Linked DNA regions of Mus musculus: all the other regions are linked to region 3. A link is a contact called in public Hi-C and promoter capture Hi-C data. All regions are on one chromosome and are shown on one strand. Each heading gives the region's core, a stretch centred on a gene start, on an enhancer-like site or on the middle of the called end of the contact. The rest is flanking DNA. Distances are from core to core; before and after follow the strand shown. Region 1 holds the start of Atp13a2 (ATPase type 13A2). Region 2 holds the start of Kdm1a (lysine (K)-specific demethylase 1A). Region 3 holds the start of Tmco4 (transmembrane and coiled-coil domains 4). Region 4 holds the start of Zfp46 (zinc finger protein 46). Region 5 holds the start of Fbxo42 (F-box protein 42).

Evidence for each region. A called contact is a pair of places that touch in the nucleus more often than the background predicts. Capture Hi-C pulls out chosen DNA fragments and counts their contacts.
Region 1: a Hi-C map of B cells shows a contact between it and region 3, with 6 read pairs. The contact joins the promoter of Atp13a2 here to the promoter of Tmco4 in region 3. A contact is called at or near these places in 1 of 484 Hi-C or Micro-C datasets (B cells) and 1 of 115 datasets of contacts at active chromatin or transcription factors (embryonic stem cells).
Region 2: a contact with region 3 is called in a Hi-C map of B cells, with 5 read pairs. The contact joins the promoter of Kdm1a here to the promoter of Tmco4 in region 3. A contact is called at or near these places in 2 of 39 promoter capture datasets (liver and pre-B cells), 1 of 484 Hi-C or Micro-C datasets (B cells) and 1 of 115 datasets of contacts at active chromatin or transcription factors (embryonic stem cells).
Region 4: a promoter capture Hi-C map of adipose tissue shows a contact between it and region 3, with 3 times the contacts expected there. The contact joins the promoter of Zfp46 here to the promoter of Tmco4 in region 3. A contact is called at or near these places in 1 of 39 promoter capture datasets (liver) and 2 of 9 other capture datasets (adipose tissue and liver).
Region 5: a contact with region 3 is called in a promoter capture Hi-C map of adipose tissue, with 3 times the contacts expected there. The contact joins the promoter of Fbxo42 here to the promoter of Tmco4 in region 3. A contact is called at or near these places in 3 of 39 promoter capture datasets (liver and pre-B cells) and 1 of 9 other capture datasets (adipose tissue).

Annotation. Positions count from the first base shown.
Region 1 is chr4:140,985,519-140,988,218 of GRCm38.p6, forward strand. Atp13a2 (ATPase type 13A2) reads left to right here and starts at 1,403. Exons shown (of 29, transcript NM_029097.3): 1 at 1,403-1,558. The coding sequence starts at 1,549.
Region 2 is chr4:136,601,288-136,603,987 of GRCm38.p6, forward strand. Kdm1a (lysine (K)-specific demethylase 1A) reads right to left here and starts at 1,436. Exons shown (of 20, transcript NM_001347221.1): 1 at 945-1,436. The coding sequence starts at 1,298.
Region 3 is chr4:138,971,607-138,974,306 of GRCm38.p6, forward strand. It overlaps Tmco4 (transmembrane and coiled-coil domains 4), which reads left to right and starts at 1,299. Exons shown (of 17, transcript NM_029857.3): 1 at 1,299-1,681.
Region 4 is chr4:136,284,764-136,287,463 of GRCm38.p6, forward strand. Zfp46 (zinc finger protein 46) reads left to right here and starts at 1,304. Exons shown (of 3, transcript NM_009557.4): 1 at 1,304-1,718; 2 at 2,309-2,552. The coding sequence starts at 2,447.
Region 5 is chr4:141,146,503-141,149,202 of GRCm38.p6, forward strand. It overlaps Fbxo42 (F-box protein 42), which reads left to right and starts at 1,420. Exons shown (of 10, transcript NM_172518.3): 1 at 1,420-1,677.

The sequences.
Region 1 (2,700 bases), core at 153-2,652, 2.0 Mb after region 3:
TGGCTCAGTGGATAAGAGCATGGGCGGTAGCCGGGCAGTGGTGGCGTACGCCTTTAATCCCAGCACTTGGGAGGCAGAGGCAGGTGGATTTCTGAGTTCGAGGCCAGCCTGGTCTACAAAGTGAGTTCCAGGACAGCCAAGAAGATACAGAGAAACCCTGTATCGAAAAACCAAAAAAAAAAAAAAAAAAAGAGCATGAGTGGCTCTTCCAAAGATCCTGGGTTCAATTCCCAGCACCCACATGGCAGCTCATAGCTGCCTGTAACGCCAGTTCCAGAGGATCCAACACCCTCACACAGACACGCATGCAGTCAAACACCAAGGCACGTGAAAAGAAATAAAATTTAAAAAAAAAAAATAGGTCCAAACCCAGTAATATGGCTCAGGGGGTAAAGGTGTTTGCTGGGGACTTAAGGTCAATTCCTAGGCACCCACAGAAAGAATATGACTGACTCTTGAAGACTGTTCTCTGATGTGCTATTGTGCATACATGCACCACCACCACCACCACACACACACACACACACACACACACACACACACACACACACACACACACACACACAATTAGAATTAATAGTGCTGTTTTGTTTTGTTTTGAAGAAAAGGAGACCCAGGGAGGTTAGCTTACACATCTACAGTCACACAGCCTGGAAGAGACAGGGGCAGGCTTGAACCTGCACGCGTAAGGTGCAGTGCTGAGGGGTGCGCCTGAGGCTGTGGTCGCGGACAGGACACTTTCTCCTCTTCCACCTCTGTCTCCCAGTATGGCCCCCCTGTTTGTCTGCCAGCAGCCTATCCGTGTGCCTGTCTTTTTGTCTGTCCTGTCTCCCAGCATATCGGTTTTCCGTTTGTCTGTTCTGTCTGGAGACTGTCCCACCTGTGTCTTCCAACCTCTCCCTCCCACTCTGCCTGCCTATTTGATGTTTGTCTGTCCGCCTGTTTCCTGTATTATTGTTGTTCTATATGGAGGCTGTTCCAATGGGGTGTCCCAACGTTCCTTTCTGTTTGTTTGTCTGTCACCTCTCTACCTCTTTGTCTGTTGTCTGCCTGGTGCCCCCCCCCCCGCCCCTTTCTGTCAAGCCGGTCCACTTGTGTCTTCCCAGCATCGCCCTCTGTCTGCCTGTATGTCTGCCTACCTGTCTCGCAGCCTGTCCTTTTCCGTCTATCTCTTTTGTCTGGGGACTGTCCCGTCCACATTCCCTTGCTTCCCATCTCTTCCCTCCTCTCCCCATCCCCCGACTCGCGCCTCCACCCACGCTGCCCACAGCATCAAGATCTCAGCGAGCTCCGGACAGAGGCCAGACTGGGAACTACAAGTCCCGGCAGCCCGCGCGGCAGCGACGGACGCAGGCGCCGTGGAGGGGCGGGGCTTGACGGCCGCAGACTGCGGCACAGTTCCAGTCGCCGTCGCGTCTTGCAGGTGCTGCCCAGCCCGGCCCCTCCGCGGATCGCCGCAACCGGCGCCCCCCGACCGTGCCCCGGGGCCTCGCACGCCGAGCCCAGGCCGCGGGCCACAGCGGCCGGCGATGAGCGCGAGGAGCCGAAATGAGCGCAGGTGAGCGGCGGCCCGGCCCTCCCTTCGGGTCTCATCCCCAGGCCCCCAGAGACAGATTTAGGTTGCCGCTGCGCTCACCCTAGGGCCGGGGGTTCCTGCCCTCCCCATCCCCTCTGAATGCATTCGACCCTGAGTGACAGGTCCCAGTGATGGACGCGGTGCACCGCCGTGGGTCCTCTGTGCAGCACCCATATGTGCTACATGAACAGGATTAGGGAAGCCAGCTCTCTGCCGAGGCACAAATGCACTCCTGACCTACACAGAAAGCTTGCCAGTGGCCACATCCAAGGACCATATCCTGCATGCCCCCCCCCCATGCCAGAATGAGTGTCTTAGGCTGAAACCAAAATCCCACCAGATGCAGATGGTCTGCTAACCTCCGGGTGCTAGCATGTCTCTGTCTAGCCCAGTCCCCAACTTCCATCCGACAGTGTCTTAGGTGAGGAATGGAAAACAATAGGGGGCTACAATTCAACTTGTGATAAGAACAACGTCTTCCCCTTATGCACCAGACCCCTGACTCTGCACTTGAGCAAAGTCTCTAGCGTCTAGCATAGCACCTAGAATCTACATAAAGACCTCCTAGGCGCACACCCTCCCAGCTTGAGGGAAGCCATGAGCTCATGGCCATGGGGGAGCCACCAGAAGTAGATGCTGGTGCCCTGGGCCACTGATAGATTAGCAGCCGGAAGCTGGGTCTTCCGCAGGAAATAAGAGGTTCCCAAATGGCTTTGACTCCCACCCCTCAGCTCTACGGTGCTGGTGTGGCTGCCCCAGGGCTGGGAACTGGGCTCAAGCCTCGTCTCTGCCATGCGTGTCTTTATGTTGGTCTTTCATTCTTGGCCTGCCTTTTCTTGGGCTTTGTGTTTGGGTTTCTGGCTGAGTGCTGAGAAGGGTGTCAAACCTGGACCTTTTGCTCTACTGGAGCTATATTGTAATTTTGTTGTTGTTGTTGTTGTTGTTGTTTTGTTTTTTGAGATAGGGTTTCTCTCTGTAGCCCTGGCTGTTCTGGAACTCACTTTGTAGACCAGGCTGGCCTCGAACTCAGAAATCCGCCTGCCTCTGCCTCCCCAGTGCTGGGATTAAAGGCATGTGCCACCACACCCGGTGCAATCTTTGCATTATATTATTTAATCTTTTAA
Region 2 (2,700 bases), core at 186-2,685, 2.4 Mb before region 3:
GAGCCACCTCTCCAGCCCCTTAGACTACTTCTTGTATTTATTACAAACCCATATGTATTTCCAATTTCCCCATCAGATTAAGCATCTCTGGTTAAGGCTAATACTGTGCAATAAAGCCACACCAATGCTTAGCAAGGTTACTGACCCAGAGGGTTGTTTGTTTGTTTGTTTGTTTGTTTCAATATCGAATTACACCTTGTCAAAACACCAAACTCTGAAACTGCAAACCTCTTTTTACTCATTCTTAAAATGAAGCTAACAATACCAGTCCAGTGGTGTTTGGGAAAACGAAAAACGCTGGCCCTGTGCCAAATGCACCATCTGGCATACTGGGGTGTGAGACAGAGGTTATCTGTGGATAGTGTTGGATTTGATGCCAAATCTTTATCTTTATATTCGCCCCGTGTCCAACTGGTATTCTTCATTCGCTTCCACAATTTGAAAAAGTCTACCCGGGCCCCAAGAAAGCGCTGGCCTCCAGGCCTGACAACCTCAGTTCGATTCCTTAGCATGGCGGAAAGACAGGAAGGACTCAGGCGAGCTATCCTATGACCCCAACTCGCACACGCACAATAAACGATTGGTTTTTGTATATTTTATTATTTTATCTTTAAAAAAAAGAAAGAAAGAAATAAGAGTCTACGCGTACCTGGCGTACAGCAAGACCTTTCAAAAACAAAGAAAAAGTCTCTTTCTTTTCATGCAGCTTGACTCTTAGAGCATCACACCCATCTCCCCGGTGTACACAACCCAGAAGCCGTCCGCCGTCCGCACACATCAGACACACAGGTAGACAAACGCGTCGGGAAGCCATCTTTCCCAGTCAGACCATCAGGGTCACACCCTCCAGCGCCCGATACACCGGGTCCCCGCACAAAGGCCGGGCCTCCCCTCCCCCGGCCCCACTCCGGTCCCCGGGACCAGCGGTTCGATCACGGCCTCACCTTGGCCCGCTTGCGCCGGCTGGTCCGTCGGCCCTCCGGGGTCTCGGCTATTCCGGTCTCCATGGGCGTCGCGGAGCCGGGCCCGGCTGTGGGCCCCGCCTGGGGCCCAGCAGACCCCGGCGGCTCGGCTAGGCCCCCGGGCGGCGAGGCCCGCGGAGGCTCCTTCTTTCGGGGAGTGCGCTCGCCCGCCGCCCCCGTAGCCATGTCGGTGGGGCCCGTCAGGCCCGCGGGCGGCGCGGCCACCTCAGAGCCGTTCTCGGCACCGCCCGCCGCCCCGGACCCGGCCTCGGTCCCAGCAGCCGCCGCCGCCGCCGCTGCCGCTGCCGCCGCCGCCGCCTTCTTCCCAGACAACATCTCGGGCCGCCTGGCCGCCGCGGGCCGCAGGGGCCGATCGGTCTGCCGCTCCGTGGGTCCGCAGCCGCCTCGCGCCTCTCCGCCCCGCACCTCTCACGCTCCGTGCGAAGCCAAACACCCCCGCGTGCGCACGCGCCCTGCGCGCTCCCGCCGCACCAGGACAAAAAAGCAGCCGCTTGTCCCCGGCTCAAGACCAGAGAGCGACGTCCTGGAGGCTAGAGCGGCGCCGCAGCTCCGATCGCGAGGCTGACCTAGAGCGCCCCCTGCGATTGGGAGTGCGACCCAGCATATCCGCCTGACTTCGGGTTCTGAGCCCGACCGTTTTCATCAAGGACTCTCAATATTCACCCCATACACTAGTCACTTCAACTAATAACATTCACTCTCCCTGCAGGACAAGGGGTGGATTATGGAATTCCGGCTTTCAGAGGGCTTACTACCTAATTGAGACAGGGGAACACTCTGAAGTACAACTTAATTAATGATCACTTAATTATCCTGTGCTCTGTAACTCAACCTTTAGAGCACTGGCCCAGAATGTATATGGCCCCGAGTTATCCCTAGAGCTAGGGAAACTAGCTTCATAATGGCCCTGCTTGGACTGTGGGGAAATAAAGAGTGCACGAATTTCCACGGTAATAAAATAGAGAGAAATGAGGAATTTCTGGTTTGAGTCAAAGTGGACTCGCTCTTGCCTCCAAGCCGTGTTTATTTTCTTTCTTGAGGCTGCACATGCTCGCCACCATGCCTCCTCCTCCATGCCTCTCATCTCCAGGCGCATAACACTTCTTCAACCTAGGTCAGTTCTTTCTTTTCTTTTTTTCTTTTTTGGGGAGGGGGGTGGGGGATTGGTTTTTCCGAGACAGGGTTTCTCTGTATAGCCCAGCCTGTCCTGGAACTCACTTTGTAGGCCAGACTGGCCTCTAACTCAGAAATCCACCTGCCTCTGCCTCTGCCTCCCAAGTGCTGAGATTAAAGGCATGTGCCACCACTGCCCGGCTTGGTCAGTTCTTTCTAATGTTGTGAATGTGGGTGTTTTATTCATGAGATGTTGAGATGTATAGGATGTTGGGGGGCTATGAGATATTCACCAGAGAAGAATGCAGGCATGGGTTTAAGCCAATAGAAAGTATTTACTTGGGGCCTGGGGAGATGGGGGGCTGGAGAGATGGCTCAGTGGTTAAGAGAAGTGACTGCTCTTTCAGAGGTCCTGAGTTCAATTCCCAGCAACTACATGGTGGCTCACAACCATCTGTAATGGGATCTGATGCCCTCTTCCGGTGTGTCTGAAGACAGCTACAGTGTACTTAGAAATAATAAATAAAACTTTTTTAAAAGCTTCAGTTAGCCAGAAGCAGAACTACAGAAGCCAAAAAGCAAGGTCAGTCCATTTCCCAAAACT
Region 3 (2,700 bases), core at 49-2,548:
TGATACATTGGACAAGATTTTTTTAAAAAATCAATATTGATATGTGGCTATGGACTAAAAGCAGAGGAGTCACTCGCAGTGTTCTCCCTGCGTCTTTACTGTCCCCAAACCCCACCTAAGCGATCACTTTGTTTTGAGTATGTCTTCTTTTCTAAAACTATTTTCCATATTGATTTTCTTTATCCATTGTGATTCTGTTTTCCATTAGAGAATGACCGTTTTTTTTTAACTTTCAGAGTTACATTTATTTTTTTTTAATATCAAGAACTTACTAAAATCAACTTATGCTGAAATTAAAAAAAAAAAAAAAACGGCAGCTGTCTCACATCTGAAAGGCTAAGGTAGTTAGTTGCTCAGGCTGAGGCTGGCTACTTCAGCTCAGGACCGCTTCTTAATCGGTGGCCTCTGGTCACTCCAATCCTCCATTCCTCATAGACAACAATAGGATCTTTTAAAATTCCATGATATTTGCGGGGGGCGGGGGGAGCGTGCCACCTTGGTATGGTTATTTCCCCAACTTAGTGATGCCCAGAATCTCAGCTAGAATCCTTCAACCCTCCACAACTGTCCTTTTTTGACCTACAATAACCTCCTAGCTCTTCTAGGTCCTGATTGGCCGATAGAGAGATCAGGTGATGGAGGCCCTCTAGCGTTCCAGTCGGATCCTGAGTCATAAGGCTCCCTGCTGGAATGCCGCACGTCTCATCTGTCCGCTCGAGAACTTTTTCCATTTCCAACTCCAGCCTATCTTCTCCAGGGGAAAGAGCAACGACGTCAGAGGTCATGGTGACTCAGATTCCAGCCCTGACCAGGATGGCCACCTACTTCCTCACCTGTAGATTAGGTGTGATGAAATTTCACAGGTTGCCTGGGCAACCAAGAGCCGGCTCCCAAATGAGGAGAGCGGAGGATGAGGCATGGGAGACAACCCCCCCTTCCATTCTTGGGGTCTTTAAGTTCTAGTGTGGGATACCCAGATTATAAATTGGCAAACAGGAAAACAATCAACTTCAGTGTTAAATACTACGATTAAAATATGGGCCCGAAGGCCTGGTGTGCTAATCCATAACCTTGCTGGCACGTAGTAGGTGCTCAGCAAATACTTGTTCAAAGACTAGAGCTGAGTGGGTGGCTAGTCTAACAGGAATGGAACCCCAAAACGGAGGCCCGTGGGACGGAAGAGCCACGGGTGCAACGACTGGCGAGCATTAGAGAAAGTGAAAGAACGATCAGAAGGCGTGGGTGTTGCAAATTTCACCGAGCAGTGTGCACAGGAGGGGGAGGCACCTTCTGGGACAGGCTCTTTTCAAGTGTGGCGGCAAAATTTGGAAGCTTCCCCTTCAAGTGTCTGCTCGAACTCCCCTCATGCCAGCCCAGCCCCTGGTGAGCACTCTCTGCAGACCCCTCCTGTGCCCCGCGCTCTCGCTTCCTGGGGAGCGGGAGACACAGAAGTGCGGGTCCCGTCCCAAGGCCAGCACCCGGGCGATGGCTTTGGTGGCTTAGGTGGCGGTGCGCCCGGCCCAGCCCGGAAGGCCCGGGCCCTAGGGCTGCGCAGGCGGGACCGGCCCGGGCCGGTGTGGGGCGGCTGGGCCAGGGAGAGAACAGGCGGGGAGCGCCAGGGCGGGAGCTGCGGGGCTGCCAGAAGTTCTGCCGTCGTCCCATCCGTCGCTGCCGCCTCCAGGTAAGCCCGCGGGGAGCCCCGATCGTCCCCACGCCGCCTCCACTGCGCTTCCGAACCCGGAAGTGCTCTCGGGACTCCTGAGTAGCTGGAGGGGAAACTGATGCCAACGAGCATGCCAGCGGCCCCCGCCTGCCAGCACAGCCCAGGGCACCGGTCGCTGGGTTTGAAGGGAAGAAAGGACCTTGCTCAAGGTCACGCAGGGTCACTGGACGCCCCCTGCGTACTGGGAGCTCCAGGCACCCACTCCCACCCTCTGTGTCTCCAGACTCAGTTCCCCGAGGCCTGGGAAGCCCTAGAGTCCCGGAAAGGCCCGGCCCCTTCCTGCTGTGACGGGGGCGTGGCTTCTCGCCCCGCTGCGGGTTTTTACAGAGTAGGGGACATTTCACATTACAGGTTTTTACATCCGGGAAAACTGAGTCTGGGAACAATGGGATGATTTTGGCCAGGACCAGGCAGTCAGAGCAAAGAGGTTAACTAGGGTGAGCTGACTTCAGAGTTTGACCCAGTGTTAGGTTCAAAACTGGCCTCCATGATGTCCTTGTCCTTGCCAGGGGTGACCCAGAGTAGAAGCTGGGGCTGGCTAAATCTGCAGGTTTGATCCTGAGGCCACTGCTGCCTTCAAGTAGGAGGGAACACACCCCTGTAGGGCTTCCCAGGACGCCACTCACGGGGTATATTTATTGAGCACCTACTATGTGTCATCGTGTAGGCTCTGAAGACACAGTAGTGAAGACTCCTCAGGGTGAATCAGCTAGGCAGAAAGACAAGGCCACCAAAATCCCCAATTACCCAGTATGTTTGAGAAGTCAGGAAGGAACCCAGGGCCCCATCCTCCTAGTTAGAACCCTACCAAACCGCCTGAACCTCTGGGCATCACCGAAGATGCTGCTTCCAGCCTCAGTTTCCCACTCCCCTGGACTTAAAAGATGCCCTCAAGGAACTTGAGCCTGGCTCTGCCACTTCCTCTCTGTGTCACCTTGGGTGTCACCCTGAACCTTCATTTCCTTATAACACAAGAG
Region 4 (2,700 bases), core at 54-2,553, 2.7 Mb before region 3:
CCCCGCTAGGGAAAGGAAAGGCTACAAGTCCTTCCATTTGGAGGATTCTGAGTGAATGCAGCATAGCCAACGCTGATGTTTCTTGGCCAGCTGTTGTGGCCTCGGAGATCTGTTTATGAGATTGTTGTTTCCCGGAGCTATAGAACAGTCTCTGCAGTCTTGAAGCTTTGTGCTCATCCTACAACCAAACCCTGCCCTTTGCCTGTTAATCCATGGATTCGGATTTCTATTCATGGCCCTGAGATCTCTGGAATCTGCTGGTGATATCTAGAACCTTTCTGAACGTCAGGCCTCTTTAGATCTCTGAGGAGCCAGCGACCACAGACCAGGAGGTAAGCCTGTCCGTTCTGTCCTAATCTGGTTTTGTGATTTCTTTGAAACAGAGACTACTAGCATCCTTAGGACTCCAGGTTGTCGCAGGCCTAAGGTTTTCATGATGTTGGGAGGTCTCCAAGATTCCTTTCAGCAGAGACACCCTCAAGAGTACCAAGTCCCTGAGTCTCCCACTCCAGGGCCAGCTATTTCCCTACACACCCTACCCCACCCCCCCGCTTCTGATTTCAATGTTTTGGCGACTTAGATGGGTGCACTTGAGCTCCGTCTCTATAAAAGAGCTCGAGACGCTCCCTACAGGGTTAACGTTGGAACACCCTGGGCCGGGCCGCGGACAGCACTCCAGCACCGGACAGGGGACGCGAGGCCTCGTGGGATATGTAGTCTGGGGTGGGTTGTGACTGCCGGAAGGCCTACTGGGAGTTGTAGTTCTCAGTATCCAGAAAGCGAGAGCTTCAGGCGGTGTTGGGAGTCCGTGGGCGGGGCCCAAAGTTCCATCCCGGCCAGGGAGTCTCCCAAGGGAGGGAAAAGAAGCCTTTTCCCGCTCTGGCCTGGGCTGTCAAATGAGGGGTGATCTCAGCTGAGGTCAGCCCGAGCTTCCACACTCAATCTAACCTCGCGGATAATATATGACTCAAAGATGGTCGTAGGGCCATGAGAAAAAAAAAAAAACACAGACGCTTCCTTTGCTGAGTCGTGCTGTGGTTTCCGAGAAAAAAGTATGTGTGGGGGTATTCTCACTGGTCTTGAAGGTCGCGGTCCTGTCTCTTCCCTTTTGTTCTTTTCCCTCCCCTGCTCTTGGCTGCTAAGTGGCCTTTGTACGCCAGAGTGAAACTCCAAGTCCCGTCAGGCCGCGAGGTGCGCGCACGCGTGATGGAGCTACCCGGCCACGCCGCAGGAGGAGGGCTGATGGTTTGGCTTCTGATTGGTCAGATATTTTACGATTTCTTTTCGCTGATTGGCTGGGATTGCTGCCGGAAAGGTCCCAGCCCGGAGATGGCAGAGCAGAGGCGTTCTATGGGCTGGGTTGAAAGCCTCCTCCCTTGAATTGCATCGGCCTGACCCCCCAGCCTAGGGGGCACCCAGCCAGTGCCTGCCCTCTCCTACCCTAACGTTGCACGTACTCGATATTAACCGAGACACGGAGAGTGGGTGACTCTTCGGGAGTCAGAGAGGAGAGTGACCAGTCCTGGGCCTTCCCCTCATACCCTGCGACCAGAACTCCAGCCCTAGGGAGTAGTGGGCAGGGCCTCTTGCCGCGCCTCACGTCCTGCTTTTCGCCTCCTTCAACGTTGTCTGCTAGCTGGTTTTCCTGCTCTCTCTCTCCCAGGAGACGAACGCTTGAGCCCGAGATGGCAGCCACCCTGCTCATGTCTGGGACTCAGGTAAGCCCCGAGGGCTCTGCTTACCCATCTTGCCCGGTGTTTCCCCGTCTGCAAACCCCTATAGGAAATTCCCTGGGATAAGCTCATTTTGCTATTCTGCTTAGTATACGGGCTTCGAGTTGGCTAATATAACCATATACAAGCATATATAGAACACCCACTGTAAGACTAAATACTGAGGAGAATAAAACCAAACAAGATGGGTGGTACCCTTCTTGCCAACAATCTGTAGGGAGAACGGTGTGTCCGGTTAACCTGGATGCGATATGGTAAGTATTCTGTTGGCCTGAGCAAGGACGTATTGTGGTGTGGGAAATAGTAAGTCGAGGAGTGGTTAATTCTAGATGTGGTGTCCAAGGATGGAGCGAAGAGTGATAAAGGGTGGGGAGAAACAGAACAGCAGTTGGCTCTAGAACTGGGCCATAAAGACGAGAATTTCACTGGTCTAAGAAAAGGAGAGCCTTGTATGTAAGGGTCCAAAGTGGGCAGGGACGGCCTGAGCGGGAAGCTAGTAGATTGCCCCTGTCTTTTGACCACATGTCTTTTTTTCTTCTTTCTTTATTATTTTTTTTTTCCTTCGGACTCTACAGATGAGACTTAATGCCACTGCCTTCTCGACATTTCTAACCATGTCTCTAATTTCAAGAAGAAAAGCTGGTTCTAAACTCCTAGATACCAAGTAGTGAGGAAGCGTTGTGTGATTTCAGGCCCCTGTGACATTTGAAGATATGGCCATGTACCTCACTCGGGAAGAATGGAGACCTCTGGATCCTACACAGAGAGATCTTTACAGGGATGTGATGCAGGAGAATTACGGAAATGTTGTCTCACTGGGTGAGTGAGGACTTTTATCTTGTCTTACCTCTTAGGGGTTTTGAAACTGTCAGAACGGCTTAGGTCTTTTCGATACAGCCTTGTTTGTTGTTAAGGAAAACCACACGGTTAGTTACCTGCTTTGGTGCTCATTCAAATCTTTAAGTGT
Region 5 (2,700 bases), core at 170-2,669, 2.2 Mb after region 3:
GCTATCTCAACCTAGCGTGAGTTCTTAGAACATGTTATAACTTAGATTACAGGGCTGGAGAGACGGTCAAGACATGTACTGCTCTTGCAGGACCACCCAGGTTCAATCCCTAGCACCCACATGGCGGTGGTAGGGTCACAACTGCCTATAATTCCAGTTCCAGGGGATCTGACACCCTCTACTAGCCTCTAAGGGCACCCACACACGTGGTGCACAAGATATGCTCAGGCACACGCAATATTTACTGTATGTATGTTCACAAGTGTCATTGTTTGAGAATGAAGATCAGGGTGGAAACTGTGGGAGTTGGCATTGGTTTTCTCCCTCCATCATGTAGGTTCTAGGCATTGAACTCGGGTCTTCAAGCTTGGGGGAAGCACCCTTACCTGCTGAGCCATTTTGCAAGCCAAGACTTCTTTCTCTTTTTCTTTGAGACAGGGTCTCATTATGTAGACCATGCTGGCCTTGAACTCAGAAATCTACTTACCTCTGCTTCCCAAGTGCTGGGATTAATAGTCAACCACCATGCCAGGGCAATGGAATTTCTTAGTTTCTCACTTACTGCGTGCCAGAGTTTTTTCTAATGTTTATATGAGGAACATAAATGTTTTTTTTAGATTGAGGTTCCTCAAAGTAGATTCAAACTCCTGGATCAAGCAATTCTCGCCCTTAAACCTCCTGCATAACTGGACTTAAAGGAGTGTCACCAAGCCTCGTGGTACTTTTGACCTAGTACCACGTCTCACGGGCTATACAAGCCTAGGTCTACTTTATCCCAGGGCTATTCGCTTGATGTCTCAGAATGCTCCAATTGCACAAGAGCTTGAGCTCTCTATGTCTGGCATTTCCTTAAACCACATCTGCAGGGATGGGTTCTAGAAGGTTCTCACCTACACACAGCTTTCTTGAAGTGAGACTCTTTTGTGGGAGCGGGACCCCACTCCTCGGTGATGGCCACACTGGGAAGCACAGAGAAACACACAGGCTTGTTTCCTCCCAGGCTCCGCTCTACACCGGGAGTTTTGAGACTGGGTTTCCTCTTTTTTTTTTTTTTTTTTAAAGTTGGTAGCAACATAGCTGCTGCTACAGTTTCCAGAGGCTCCAACGCCGGGAGCTTCCTCTCCCTGGGGATATCTAAAAGGCACTTCCGTTCCCCATTGCCCTTTCTCTACGCTCAACCCGTGGGTACCTGGGGGCACAAGTGCCTTAATCTAAGTCTGCACTATCAAACAATCGGAAAAACAGCTCAGATACCAGCGCTCAGCCGCGCCGATCCTGATAAGAGTCCTAGAAAGCTCCGCGCCCTCGGCCCTTCTCAATATGGCGCCGCCCAGCGGCCGCCGCGCGGAAGGCCGGTCACGCTGACGTGTGTGCGCGCGCGCGCGCTTCCTCCGCGCCCCGCCTCAGCGCATGCGCACTGCGCGCTGTCGTCTCCCGGTCTGAGCAGCAGCGGCGGTGGCATCAGGGACGGCGGCGGCGGCGGTGGTAGCCGCGGCGGCGTTTGAGTGGAGGAAGATGGCGGCTCCGGGCGACCCCGGGTTCCGCCAGCGGTGAAGATCCCCCGAGCACAGCAAGCACCGGCCTGAGGCAGAGCGGCTGTGCTCTGGCCCCGGCCCTGGCTCCTTCGCCACCGTCGCCGGAGACGCGAAACCGAGAGCGCGGAGCGGTCTGGGCCAGGTGAGGCCTCTCCCGGTGCGGGGCCGCGGCCAGGCGCCGACGCCTCTTGCGCTTCATGCCCGGGGACCCCGGGGCACCCCGAGTCCGGCGCGGGCCCCGTGTCCTGCGCGGGCGTGGGTCTTGGCGGGCCTGGGGTCTTGCTGTCGTCATCCTCGGCTTCCCAGGCTAAGGTGGGGACGTGCGCCCCTTTGCAGCCAGCTCTCGGGATGGGCGCAGACCTGTGCCCTCTCCTCAGCAGGGTGGTCCGGGTCCTCCTCCAGGCCGGGAAAGGATGCGCGGTCAGGGGGTGGAGAATGGCTTTCGGGGTGTCATGGAGCCTCACCCCGCCCCCTGAAACCCTGAAGTCCTCGGTGAAGAGCGGGAGCCCGCTTGCTGCCCTCCTGAATTGGGGCTGCGGCGAGGGGGCCGGCGGGCGTCTCAGAAGCTGCAGCTGCCCAAGAGATGATTTTTTTGGGGAATCGGCTGACGAAATAAAACACAAGCAGTTCCTTCCCTGACCCCTAGCCGTCTGAGTGTTCTCTTAGTGGGAACTGCAGCTCTCCTGGCTGGAGACAGCAGTCCACGTTGTGACTGAAGAAGGCTTGCCCCGGTGAGAATTGTCCGTGGAGGGTGGCAACGAGTTTGTAAATCAAGAAAACCACAATTAGGTGAGAGAGCCTGGTAGCTTCAGCTGAGAAAACTTGAGATGCTGGAGTTGGTTGGAAACCTTTGGAATAAGCCGGTTGCTTTGTCTGTTGGATCCTCGGAGTTTTAGTAGGAAAAGCCATGTTTCGTTTCTCAGTTGCCAAAGCGTTTGGACTTTACAGTGGCAGCGTTCCGATGGATCTAAGATACAGAACCAGACAGACACATTACTGGGTTTCACTTGCCGGAGGCAACACTCGATTATTTTTGTTATTTATTTATTTTTCTCGGAACTTTTTTGTTGTTGTTTAAGTGGTAGTAATTGAGAGTCTTTAGTTTCATTTCTTTAGGGTAGAGAAGATGTTTGATGCCGGGTGGCCTTTTCATGGAGCAAGAATG